2 separate regions of the Rattus norvegicus genome follow, and region 1 is linked to region 2. The links are chromatin contacts, called in public Hi-C maps. All regions are on one chromosome and are shown on one strand. Each heading gives the region's core, a stretch centred on a gene start, on an enhancer-like site or on the middle of the called end of the contact. The rest is flanking DNA. Distances are from core to core; before and after follow the strand shown. Region 1 holds the start of LOC134483775. Region 2 holds the start of Psma1 (proteasome 20S subunit alpha 1).

Region 1 (2,973 bases), core at 6-2,505, 150 kb before region 2:
GAGCAGTCAACCTCAAGTCGGTCACCTCATTCTTGAAAACTCTGCATAAGCCGAGTCAGAGGGTGAATGATTTCCTTTCCACTCATGGTAAAAGGCCACTGGTTTCTGCTTTTTTGGAAGAGTCCCTTGTCCTGGGGCAGCCTTTCCAGCCAGAACACAGGTTCCTGCCCCTTGCTTTCTGCAGAGAGAGCCCAGGTTCTTTAGCAGCTGCGCTCCTGCTCCGGAGACAACGCAAGCGGTCCACCCCGCGCTCCTCTCGTCCACCCCGCTCTCCCCTTACCAGACCCATGCCCGCCCAAGAACCCTACCTGTTCTCGAGAAATACAAGGCAACGACGGTCTCCTGAACATCTTGCCACTGCCATAGTAACCGGCCGCGCTTTCTCCCAGCGACACGCAGCTGGACCTCCTCCGGGGTCTGATCACAGGCACTTTTTCATCCGCGGTACTCGCCGAGCGCGGGGGAGGTGAGGCTCCCCGGACGTGAAAGAAGTGGTCCAAGCCCAGGGCTAGCAGGCATCCCGCGCCCCCGACCAGGCACGACAGCAGAGGCCTGAGCGCGGGCGGCAGAGCCCCGAGGCCGGAGAAGGACACCCACCACACCAGGCCGGCGAAGAGCAGCACCAGGACTCCGTGCCGCAGCCTCACGCGAGGCGCGAGCGTCAGCAGCCCCACGCAGCTCAGCACCAGGCAGAGCCGGCCGGCCGCCGCCGCCGCCGGCTCCCCGCGCAGCCACGACCACCACTGCCACGCCGCGAAGTCGCCCAGGTAGCAGCAGGCAGGCAGCGCCAGCAGCCACCAGGAGCCGGCGCCGCGGTCCGGGCCGCGCTGCGCGCGCGTCAGGAAGCAGGTGAGGAAGAAGAAGGCACAGGCGATGCTGAAGAGCGGGCTGAGGCTGAGCGAGCAAGCGCTCAGCAGCGTCCGAAGCCCGGTCGCCGCGGCCGCCCAGCGCTCGGGCCCCGCGCCCAGCAGCGCGGCCAGGACAAAGGCGGCCAGAGCGGCGAGCGAGAGGCGTGCCCCGGCGCGGAGCGAGGCCGCCGGCGGCTCCACGTTGCAGAAGCGGCAGAGGTGGAAGAAGAAGCTGCGCGGAGGGTCCTGCCGCAGCGGGCTCACGCAGCTCTTCACGTAGCCGTTGCGCAGGCTCTCGGGGGGCGAGGCGGCCGTGGCCGTGGCCGGCGGCGGCGGCGGCGGCGGGGACCTCATGGCTGGCGTGTCCCGCTCGCGCTCGTCCTTCCTCATAGCCCCGGGCTGCCGGGAGGCCGCTGGCGCTCGCCGACCCCGCGCCCTCCCCGTTCCGGGCGCCCCGAGCTTCGCAGAGCGGTCACGGCTGCGCCTGCCGCCGCCGCCGCCCCGGATCCCCGGCGCGCGGGCTGAGGGGCGGCGGCGTCCGCCTCATGCCCGCAGTGGAGAGCGGCGAGAGGGGATTCTCGGTGTCCCAGGGCCGGCTGCCGCGGACGCCTTTTCCCTTTCCCCTCAGGCACGGCTCGGGACGGGAGACGGCTGCGTCGCCTCCCAGCTCCCGCGCGCTGCAACAGTTACCTCACGGCCGCAGCCTGGTCCGTTGGGCGCGCGATCGGGCGCTCCTCCCCCGCGGCTGCCCCTGCCGGGCGCGCGCCCCGCCGGCGGCCCCGCGCGCTCCTGTGACTCGGCTTGACGCCTCTCGGGCGGCAGCCGCCCGCGTCAGGATGCGCATCCGGGACCCCGCGGGTGAGCGCGTGCCCGCGGCCCGTTTGGTCCCTCCAGTGAGACAGCCATCGCGTCTGGCTCCCAGACTCGGACACCTGGGGGAGCGCCCTGTGGCCACGGAGAGCTCGACTGCTGAAGTTGGATCACGTACCCCCCCCCCCCTGGGACTGCCACAGAGCGATGAGCTCTGGACCCCAAGGGCAGTGCCTAGTGAGGTGAGAGTGGGCTCATGGTGTGCCCTCAGACTGTGTGAATGGAGATGTGAAGGGGGAGGCTCAGTCAACACTGAGGCCAGACTAAAATGAAGAAACTCAACACTATCAATCACATCTGGCTTCCAAGCCAAGGTAGATTTGGGGCCCAGCAGCAGGCCTTGAATCCCTTCAGGGTTTCAAGAGGGGATGGGCCCTGGAGAGTGCACTCTGATAGCAAGCATGTCTCCCTGAATTCCTTTTCAGTGAGACTAAGAACTAATATCCAGCACTGTGTTTGGCATCCTTGCCAGACATGCGCTGCTTCACACCCCTGTCACTCCACCACAGCATAGACTTGCTGTCCCAAAAGTTCTTTCCAAGTGAGAGAATTTTTCTGTGCAACAGTATTCTGGGGGGAGAGGAGGGAAGGGAGTCCCATAGTCTTAATACCACTCATCAACTTGAATGGTGTTGGCCTTGAAAGAAGCCAATTATATATTTTCTGGGAAAGACCTGTGAAACTGGTGACACTGGAGAAGACAACAGTAGAAGTGATATTACCAAAGACAGACTTAAAAGTTGAAGAAAAGAATTTTGCTAAACGAAGGGGATTGCCCTGGAATCCAACGTAATAACTGCCTTAGAAGGTGTAAACTGTTTCCCTCCACCAAAACTCCCCTTCAACCTCATGACAGACCTGCTTTTCTTAAAAAGCTAATTCCACATTTTTCCAGGGAGATGAGAAACCTTACTGTGTGGTAAATCCCACAAACAGGCCTATTTTTCACCAATTAAGCTCAGCCCACAGCCATGACCTAAAGCAGACCATTTTTATATATAGTTATAATTCACACACATAATAGAAATCACTGAAGAATTAACACAAGAATTTGACAAATGTGAGAAAAGACTAGAATTTCCTTGTTTTTTTTAATGTGTTGGATAAAGAAAAAATATTTAATAGAGTGTTCTAATGGTTACCCAAATGTCTTAAATGATAAAAATTCATTTCTGCTAGACATGAAAAGTGGAAACTCACTTTAGCTAAATCCCATACACAGAAATCATCACACATGCACACACACACACACATG
Region 2 (2,708 bases), core at 75-2,574:
ATGTAGAAGCACAACATGTATGCACAAGTGTCGCTGAAACCAGAAGAAGCCAGATCCCCTAGAGTTACAGATGGTTGTAAATGGCACTCTGCAGTCGGTTCCCCAACTATTTTAAAATCAGCATTTAATTACCCATTCATTCAAAATCCATTGTTCATTCAGCAATACAAATTATTTACCTAATATGTGTTAGGCACTGTGCTGGTGCTGGGCAAACAAAACAGCCCTATCTATCAATTTAAAGTTCAATCCCAGAATCCACACAGTGCAAGGAGATAATCACCAACATTGTCTTCAGACTTTCACATAAGTGTATGCAGGGACACAAACACACAAAAAACATATGTAAAAACAAAAAATGTACATATATACACATACATAAAGATATTTAGAATGTGATACTAATTACTGTGAACAGAGACATTTAAGTGATGTGTTACTCCTCCTTTGAAGTTCAGATCCTTAAAGACCTGACTCTATTCTTCAACAGAACTGGCAGTCTGTAGATGTTAGGTAGATCAGTGAGCACAGAACTGTCTTGATTTCGTTTGGGGATAAATCAAAAGATGCTCTTTAAAAATCCGTAAGAAAACTCGCACCTTCCCCCTAGTGGCCTAATCTATCATATATGGCATTTGGTTGTGGACAGCGAAAATCAAATATCAGAACAGAAACCTGGTCCTACAATGGCAACTAATGATCACAAAATGAGTAATACGACCACGAGACACCAAGGAGCCTTTAAGGATGGGCTCGCCAAGTACTCAAGATATTCAGGGGCCAGGACCACAAACGAACGAACACACACACACACACACACACACACACACACACACACACACACACACACGAGAGGGTTTGGGGAGTGGGAAGAGGGACAGGGGGAGAGGGAGAGAGAGAGAGAGAGAGAGAGAGAGAGAGAGAGAGAGAGAGAGAGAGAGAGAGAGAATGAATGGTTCTGTGGCTTTTTCTGCAACCTCTTTCAGTCGTGCTGCTTCCCAAACCTCTGGGCACTGTGATGAAATCTATGCGGGTCCGCCACACCATCCCTAGCTGGGGGCGATGTTCAGTGGAGTGGACCGAGAGTTGGCGGGAATCTGCAATCCACTGGGGGGGGAGGGGGGAAACACGGAAACACAGCGCTTGACATGGAACCACGCCCCCAACCCTCTCTGCGCACAGGCATTCCCGGGTTTCCCACCAATCCCATTTTATCTGCTTTCGCAGGCCCCGCCCACCCAGAGCTGGAGGGCGGGGAAGCGTTAAACGCTGATCCGTGGCTCTGGGATAGACTGCACTTCCTGCGTCGGCGCCGTGAAGACTCCGCAGCCTTCTTTGACGATCACCGAACCGTAGTTGAGGCCGTGTTCCTGTGTCCGCTGCTGTGTCTGGTTGTAACCTCGCCGGAGCTATGGTGTGTTGAGCCCCGAGTCCTCGGAGGGTTTGGGGCTGAGGTCAGCTGACCTGGTCGGGGATCGGCCTCTGTTCCCTGAGGCGCGGGGCGGTGGGAGAGGGAGCTTACCTCACGGACATGCTCCTGCAGTGATTCAGCATCTGCGGCCTGGCCGGCGGGAAGCGATCAGTAACCTAGGCGGCCTATCGCGCAGCTTCTCCACTTTGCATGGGGTCCAGGCGCTTCTTTCTCGGCCAGCCAGTCGTCCTTCCCTCCCAATTTACTTAAGTGGCCTATTCCAAGATGCTGTATGGTCCTTCGTGATCTGCATAGGAGAGAGACTATAGGGGTGAAAGGGTGCATCTGGCATCGTCAGTGCAGACCAGAGCCTGCAGTCAGGTCTTCAGACCAAGTTCATCTTCCTTGTGGGTGTATTTGGCTTTATCCGTCTCATTAGAGTGCCGTAGGGAAAGGCTCCATACAATCATTTTGTTTTGTTACCTAGAGATGAAAGAGAAAGTGATAGAATCAGGTTTACAACGTAGGGCCCTGGGCTGCTTCTGTCGAGTCTGCCATGCAAACTCTTGGTCTTTTTACCCTCATGAATATTATACTCCCAAGGGCCGACAAACTTGCTTTAGTAATGACATTATAGCTATAGTGGTTCTGCCACGGTAGCTATTTGTGGCCACCTTTTTACTGAGAATTCGTGTGTTTGTTCATCCAGTGGTAAAGTACAGGAAGAAAGCTCAAAGCTAAGCCAAACGTAACTTTAATCATACTATAAAGATAAAAAGGTATGTAAAAGACCGGGTGTTGTGGTGCTTGAGTTTAATCCCAGCACTCAGGAGGCAGAGACAGGTAGAATTCGTGAGTTTGAGGCTAGCCTAACTCACAGTGAGTTCCAGGACAGCCAGAGTGTAGAATCCGAGTCGGAAAGAGAGAGAAGGGGGAAAAATATATATAGTTGAGCATGATGGCAGACACCTGTGATCTGAGCACTTGGGAGGCTGAAGCAGGACTTCAGGATCATTCTCCCAGGTATATAGCAAATGAAGGCCAAACTGGGCTGCATGAGACTTTAGCTCTGCTGGAAAATTGTGCTGAGAATTTTCGGAAAAAAGAAGAAACCTTCAAGAGATAGACATTTAAGTCGACTTAAAGAAAAGCCCTTTGCCAAATTATTAGAGCCCTGTGTAAGAGAGTAGTATGAGCAAAGTGTGCATTCTTTAGCACTTGACTGCCCGAGGGAAGTGCTATGGAGAATGGCAGAATATGAAGGTAGGAAGACCCTAGTCCATTCATCCCGACAGCC

What was found. Hi-C and Micro-C count contacts between places; a contact is called where the count stands out from the background.
Region 1: a contact with region 2 is called in a Hi-C map of Schwann cells, with 3 times the contacts expected there. The contact joins the promoter of LOC134483775 here to the promoter of Psma1 in region 2. A contact is called at or near these places in 4 of 12 Hi-C or Micro-C datasets (Schwann cells, kidney and liver) and 1 of 1 datasets of contacts at active chromatin or transcription factors (oligodendrocytes).

The regions. Positions count from the first base shown.
Region 1 is chr1:178,039,770-178,042,742 of GRCr8, reverse strand. LOC134483775 reads left to right here and starts at 1,255. Exons shown (of 2, transcript XM_063279456.1): 1 at 1,255-1,900. The coding sequence starts at 1,394. It overlaps Pde3b (phosphodiesterase 3B), which reads right to left and starts at 1,536. Exons shown (of 16, transcript NM_017229.2): 1 at 309-1,536. The coding sequence starts at 1,238.
Region 2 is chr1:177,886,473-177,889,180 of GRCr8, reverse strand. It overlaps Psma1 (proteasome 20S subunit alpha 1), which reads left to right and starts at 1,324. Exons shown (of 10, transcript NM_017278.1): 1 at 1,324-1,414. The coding sequence starts at 1,412. LOC134485165 (a long non-coding RNA gene) reads right to left here. Exons shown (of 2, transcript XR_010063136.1): 2 at 1,317-1,894.